Regions from separate parts of the Mus musculus genome. Here region 2 is linked to region 1. Evidence: chromatin contacts called from public promoter capture Hi-C data. All regions are on one chromosome and are shown on one strand. The core of a region is the stretch at or near the end of the contact, and the rest is flanking DNA. Distances in the headings are between cores, read along the strand shown. Region 1 holds the start of Zrsr2 (zinc finger (CCCH type), RNA binding motif and serine/arginine rich 2). Region 2 holds the start of Car5b (carbonic anhydrase 5b, mitochondrial).

Region 1 (3,366 bases), core at 452-2,951:
ATGCTTCCATCATGATACTCATGGCATGGCTGTACAACGAGTTCAGAATCAAACAAGAAAAGGAGAGGGGGAAGAGAGGGAAAGAGAGCCTGCAAATATTTAATGATTTTACAAAGTTATAGAAGTACTCATGAATATTTAAGTGTTCTATTTTTTTTCAACTCTGTGTACACTGGAAGACTTTTCAAAAATAAATAAATAAAAATCTGGCAAAATAGTTTTAATGGAAGAAAAGTTTATACCTTCTATTCAAAGTTTAAATTTGAAGGGGGAAAAAAAGAATGCCAGTTGAGACAAGTGGGAGGGGATAACTGACATGAGCTTAGGAAATTGTAGCAGATTAGCTTCAGACTTAAAGCAGGAGGGTTTTGTCATCAGTAACACAACAGCTTACTGTTCCTTTTTGTTTTCATCCTTGATGTTGGAGCCTGCCTCTCCTGAACTAGTTCTCAAGTACTGTTCCACAGTCTCCGGTGGTAAGGCTGGCCATCACCTTAACCTAGCACTGCTGTGGGAGCTCAACCCTCTTGCCTGCATTTGTAAGTGCTTGGTCATCTTATAAACATCTAATTTTATGAATCTACTAAATGTATAGCTCTACCACTTAGAATATCGGGTTCTGTCACGTGCGGGCCATTTTTAAGTGGTGTGGTGGCTAGCTGCAGAGATGAGCTGGGCAGGAAATCGAGGGAAGCAGCTGCATGGGCTGGGGGTGTAGCTCACTTGGCAGAGTGGTTTGCCTAGCACGCACGAACCGATCAACTTGCAAAGTGCCATGGTCGCCGAAACTCTGTCACCCCGACACTTCGAAGGCAGAGGCAGGAGGATCAGAAGTTTAAGAGTCGTCCTCATTTACGTGGCGGATGTAAGGGCAGCCTAGCCTGTCTGAGGCCGCGTGGGAGGGCGGAGCAGGAAGAGAGGGAGCAATTCCACATCCAGAGCAACAACTACCTGCCTCTCTGAGCCGAGCGAGCGCCTGCCGTCGCCTCTTACGTCTCTCCTTCTTCCGGAGGGCCAAGTACTTCTTACGGCTGGAAGATTGAAAAAACGCGCGCGCGCGCGCGCACGCGCACACACAGAGTGAGCATCCGCACACCCGGCTCTGCACCCTCAGGCCAGGGGCCAGCCTAGGACAGCGCTCGGAGGCAAAGGAAGAAGGCAGGCTAGCCCGCGCCGGTCGCCCCGTCCGTCCCCCGCCCCTCCTTCCGCTCCCCCCCTGCGCCCCGCCCCCCATCTCCTCGGGCGGCCCGGGACAGCCCCGGAGATAGTCGTCCCCGCCCCAGTCGCCTCGCCTCGTCATTTCCTATACCTCAGTTTCTGCGGCCCCGCCGTAGCGTCCGCCGTAGCCCCCGCCGTTTCCATACTGCTGTCGCTGTGTTCTCCCACGGCAAGGTCTCAGCGGAAGCAGCCACCCAGGTCCTCGGTCGCCCACTCCGCGCGGCCACCAACCGGTACCTGCCCAAGACGGAAGGAGACGGCTTTCTTCCCGCAGCTGGTCAGCCAGGCGCCGCGGCCTGAGAAAACAGACCCTCAAAGAGGCCGCCGCAGCCACCGCGGCAGACCTGAGTTTTCCTCCCTCGGCCAGTCAGCCAGGCATCGCGGGCTGAGAAAATGTCTCCTCACCGAAGCCGCCCCCCGGAGATCTTCCACCCCCGGAAACTCGTGCCCCAGCTCCTCGGGGCCTCGCGGGGGCCTTAGCACCGCCCCTTGCCCAGAATTCAAGGCGTTAAGGCCTAGCTCCGCCCCCTCCCATCTAAATTCCAAGGCGACGCCTCTAGGTCCCGCCTCTCTCCGCGGCTCCACCCATGAGCGCCCCAGACGAAGTTTAAGAATCCGCTTCCTCTTTGCAAAACCTGCTGGCTCTGGTTCCAAAGGAATCAGGTTTGTGACCCTTGTTCTTAATCCTGAGAAGCAGAGAGGGACCGGAGTTAAGTGCAGGGGAACGGGATCTGTTCGGCTGGCTCTGGAGTTGTGCTTGGAGAAAGAGGAAAAAAAAAACAAGCCGAAAGCGTCTGGAGGTGAAACTGACTGGAATGTGCTGGGAAGCAGGGAATTTTGTTACTGGAACAAAAGTGCAAGGCAAGGGTATCTAGAGATTGGCTGCTGCTACCCCATGCCTTTGTGCAAAGGGGAGGAGGGCTGGAGAAGAGAGCTCAGCTGTAACTGTAATGAGAGCTTTACTACTATTTCATAAGATACAAGTTTGGTTCCCAGCACCCACCAGACAGTTCACAACCATCTGTAACTCCAGTTTCAGGGGATCCTGTGCTGCAAACACGCAATGGACATACATAAAATAAATCTTTAAAAACATTTACATATGCAACGAGAAAATGTCCCTCTTCTTAATCCTCGGCTGGCTTTTGCAGCCTGCCTCTAGGATCTTGGTTCCCTGTGTTTGTTGAGGAGTCTCCTTCTACTCCCTGCCTCTGGGGAACGCAGACCCCCAGGCTGCTGCTGCGGAGGTTGAGCTGGACAACTATAGCAGTCTCCAGGAGTGTTTTTTTTTAATGGGGAAATTTTACGTTGCAATGTAAAGGATTAAATTAGCAGGACAAGGTAGTTCACACCTAATCCAATACTCTTAGAACTTAAGAAACTAAGGCAAGAGGATCAGGGGTTCAAGGTCAACCTTGGCTATTTAGAGAGTTCAAGGCCAACTTGAGCTACCTGACACTTCCATTAAAAAAGAATTGGTGGCTCAGGCCTTTAATTCCAGCACTTGGGAGGCAGAGGCAGGTGGATTTCTGAGTTCGAGACTAGCCTTGTCTACAGAGTGAGTTCCAGGACAGCCAGGGATATACAGAGAAACCCTGTCTCGAAAAACAAACAAAAATAAAATAAATAAGAAAGACAAGAAAAAGGTAATACTGTATCACAATCATCTAGGTGAGGTGTGATGTGGAACTAGAGAGGAAAATAAAAATAGGGCTGGCAGATGATTAAGCAGGTAAAGATGCTGAGGATCTAAACTCGATCCCCAAGGACCTATATAGCAGGAGAGAACAGACTCCCACACATTGTCCTCTTTGGCATGCATTCCCACATTAAATAAATAAATATAAAAACAACAAGTGGGCAAGAGACAAGAAGGCAAGAGTAAGAGGCAAGAGAGTGAGGAGGTGGCAAGCAGCCCCTTTTATAGTGGACCAGGCCTACCTGGCTGTTGCCAGGTAACTGTGGGGAGGAGCATACCTGACTGTTGGCAGGTAACTATGCAGGTGGAGTTTAGACAGAATGCTAACACTTTGCTCTTTCTGCTCTCAAGGGCATCAGTGGACATCTCCTTCACCTTCTGCGGCAACTTCCCCCGCAGTGCTTATCAGAAGCCTTACCTGGGGCCACAAGTTTCTTGTTTTGTCACAA
Region 2 (3,366 bases), core at 328-2,827, 69 kb after region 1:
CTTTGCCAGCGCTGATTCTTCACGTAGCCCCTTGGATTTTATTGACAGGTCTGATGCTTTGCTAACTTAGAAATGTGTGCAAGGAGAAAGAAGTGTGAAAAGCTACTAAAGAATCATTGATGAATTGGGAATTTACTGTGATAGGTTGTGTGAACTCTGCCTGATTAAACTTTCTCTGTGCAAAACAGACAGCAGAAAGAAAATGTACTCTGAATAAAGGTTACAATCACATGGAAAGAAACTGTGTGTTTCTCATCAGATTGACTCCTGATTTCAAAAGGAAGCAGGCCTTTTGCAACTCCTCAAATCTGAATTAGAGATTATCTTGCCAAATCTTGATGGAGAAAGCTCAGCTTCCTCCTCTCACCCACTTCTTCCCTGGGAGCATGACTCCCATCTGAGAGTGGTACCCTTACTCCTTGGCCTTTCAAGGCCTTCCAGCCTAATTTTAAAGGTTGTGAATTAAGGATGAAACTCCTAAGAATAAGAAAGGTTTTCTGCATCCAACATACCTGTGAACATCAGCTACTCAGGGCAATGTGCGGGGACTGCTCAGGGATCCATGGCAGTTTCTCTCACAAGAAAAAAAAATGGAGCTTACTTCTGTTCTGTTCCTAATCTAGCTAGGTCTTTAAACAGCAGCATGTAAAGATACCAGATTACCAACAAAGGAGACCAGGAAGTGGAAGGCAAAGTGGTTTTTCAATGGCTGAGAAGGCACAAGTTGTCCGGAACCAAGGTGTGCCCATTAGTGCCCAATGTTTCTCAAACATAAAAAGGGAGGGCACTGAAATTAATATCAAAAGGTTGCCAACCAGCCCCGGGGTCAGAAATACTTAACAAAGAATGTCGCACGCAAACTAGAACAGCCACCAACCATTCTATATTTTGGAGGTACCTCTCCTCTAGGTCTAGGGCGGGGCACAAAAAAAGTTAAGGCCAAAGTGAAAACGTTTCTGATTTCTGCAAACAGTGCTGTGACAGTGCTCCACAGCCTGGGGATGGCTGTGAGCCTGTCCCCAGCTCCAGGCTAAGTGGGGGTGGGGATGAAGAAGAAACACCAGAGGGAGAGTCTTAACTGTGCCTCAGTTTCTACGCAGTCTCAGAACTGGTAGCTTTTACCCATGTCTCCAGCTGTTTTTTTGTTTTATTTTGTTTTTTTTTAAACAGGCTGAACTTTTTTTTTAACTTAGATTCAACCAACTCAGGCAACATGCCCTCACAAGGGACTGCTCCTCCCATGCGCCCCCACCCCCACCCCCCAATTCTCTCAAGTGAAAAAAAATGTGAAGGATTCTGGGGACTCTGAATAGTAGAGAAAGGGGGCTAGGGCAGAGAGGACCAAGCCTAGTCAGGCCCGCTGGAACTGAGGCAAGACTGGCAGAACCAACAGCTGTCACTGCCGGATCTGTGGGGTGGAGGGTTCGGAGAAGAGTTGCGGTCCTCTCTGGATCTTTCCAACCTCCCTGAGGTTCCCACTCCGCTCGGCTGCCCATCCTTACCTGGACGTTTTTCTCCGTTTCTCCAACAGCACTTAACAAGTGCCACTGGCAAGTTAGCTTCCCAGGACCAGCTACTGGCTACTGTCCATCAAGGCCTCGCCCCTTGGCGCCCGTGCCACGCCTCCCAGAAGCCACGCCCCCAGCTCTTCAAGCACTGCTAGAGCCATTGGGACCGCCCTAATCCCGCCCCATTTAGACCTGGCGTGCCTCTGCTCTCTGGCCTAACAGACCACTTCTAACTTAAGCCACGCCCCTCAGCCCGAGCCACGCCTCTGAGTTCCTTCAGAACGGGATGGGGGGGGGGGGGAGGAGGAGAACCTCCTAACCCGGTCAACCCTGCTCCCTTCTCTGCTTGCCACAGGCAACGTTTCTGGGATAAAAGTAACAATTCTTGGATAAAATCTGACTGCTGGCCTAAAAGCCTGGTCTAAAAAGTGTCTTTCCTTAAGTTTCATCCATCTCAGAATATCATGATTTTGACAAGCTAGGGCCAGGTGACCCCCAGCGAAAGAAATGCTGGATACATTTTTTCCCATTACCATTCAGCTCAATTTACCCAAGTTTCTAAACATCCTTTGAACTTGAACTGTGGGTTCATGGTCCTTCCAGCCAGTTTGTAAATCCTTCTAAAACTGGACTGGGGCTGGAGAGATGGCTCAGTGGATAAGAACACTGACTATTCTTCCAGAGGACCTGGATTTAACTCCCAGCAACCACATGGCAGCTCATACCTGTCTAACTAGCTCCAATTCAAGGCCTTCTGACACCCTCATATAGACATACATGCAGACAAAACACCAATCAACATAAAAAAATAAAAATAAAATACAAAAAGGTAATTAAAAGAAAAGCAGGACTGTGACATTGTGTTCTAGCCCGCCGGCCTTATCTGACTTTAAATGCAAGGCAGAGGCAGAGGCAGAGGCAGAGGCAGAGGCAGAGGCAGAGGCAGAGGCAGAGGCAGAGGCAGAGGCAGAGGCAGAGGCAGAGGCAGAGGCAGAGGCAGAGGCAGAGGCAGAGGCAGAGGCAGAGGCAGAGGCAGAGGCAGAGGCAGAGGCAGAGGCAGAGGCAGAGGCATCAAACAGTCTCCAGTCTTTCCTGTAGTCTCTTACAGATGATTTTTCTTAGGTGACCAGCACCATCTTGCTATATTGAGACTGATTGTTTTGACACTAAACTAACTGAAACTCTGGTTGTGACTCAGTGCTCTGAGAGTATATATTCAGTTATCCTTCCTCCTTCAAGTCTCCCCACCCCAAAAAATGTGGAGAAGTTACAACCAGCTTGCTGCCCTTGTACTTAAGTCCCTGACTCATTCATTCAAATCACATTTACGGTGTAGATACTCCTCTGGCAAACAAGACAAACCTCAAGGTGCTGATGGTTGGATGTTGCCCCAACTCAGGTTGGGATGTGACAACCCCTCCCCCCCAAAAAAGTCAAAAGGGAAGATGTAGCAAGGAGTTGGTAGGTGAAGAGCATTTAATAGTCACAGTTCCTTCTCCTCCTCGATGCCATGAACATGCACTTCTTTCCTTAAAATATTTTTTTTCAGATTAAAAAATTTTTTGTGTGCTTGAGTGTTTTGTAAATATATATATATATATGTATATATATATATATATATGTAAATACACACACACACACACACACCCCATATGTATGCCTGGTACCCATGGAGGTCAGAAGACAGTGTTGGAGCCCCTAGAACTGGAAGTATGGATGGTTATGAGCTGCCATGTGGGTGCTGGAACCAAACCCTGGTTTTCTGCAAGACCAGAGAGTGACCTTAACCTCTGAGCCATCTCTCCAGCCACTGAAAATACATTTCTTTAAAAAAGCTTTCAGGTATCTCGAACAAGAG

The links. Capture Hi-C pulls out chosen DNA fragments and counts their contacts.
Region 2: a promoter capture Hi-C map of liver shows a contact between it and region 1. The contact joins the promoter of Car5b here to the promoter of Zrsr2 in region 1. A contact is called at or near these places in 15 of 39 promoter capture datasets (the 3T3-L1 cell line, 3T3-L1-derived adipocytes, cranial neural crest and 9 more), 3 of 484 Hi-C or Micro-C datasets (embryonic stem cells, memory CD8 T cells and natural killer cells), 5 of 115 datasets of contacts at active chromatin or transcription factors (astrocytes, effector CD8 T cells, embryonic stem cells and 1 more) and 3 of 9 other capture datasets (adipose tissue, liver and pancreatic islet).

Annotation. Positions count from the first base shown.
Region 1 is chrX:163,956,965-163,960,330 of GRCm38.p6, forward strand. Zrsr2 (zinc finger (CCCH type), RNA binding motif and serine/arginine rich 2) reads right to left here and starts at 1,702. Exons shown (of 11, transcript NM_009453.3): 1 at 1,310-1,702; 2 at 952-1,031. The coding sequence starts at 1,362. Gm38561 (a long non-coding RNA gene) reads left to right here and starts at 1,777. Exons shown (of 4, transcript XR_878297.3): 1 at 1,777-1,881.
Region 2 is chrX:164,026,433-164,029,798 of GRCm38.p6, forward strand. It overlaps Car5b (carbonic anhydrase 5b, mitochondrial), which reads right to left and starts at 1,578. Exons shown (of 8, transcript NM_181315.4): 1 at 1,503-1,578.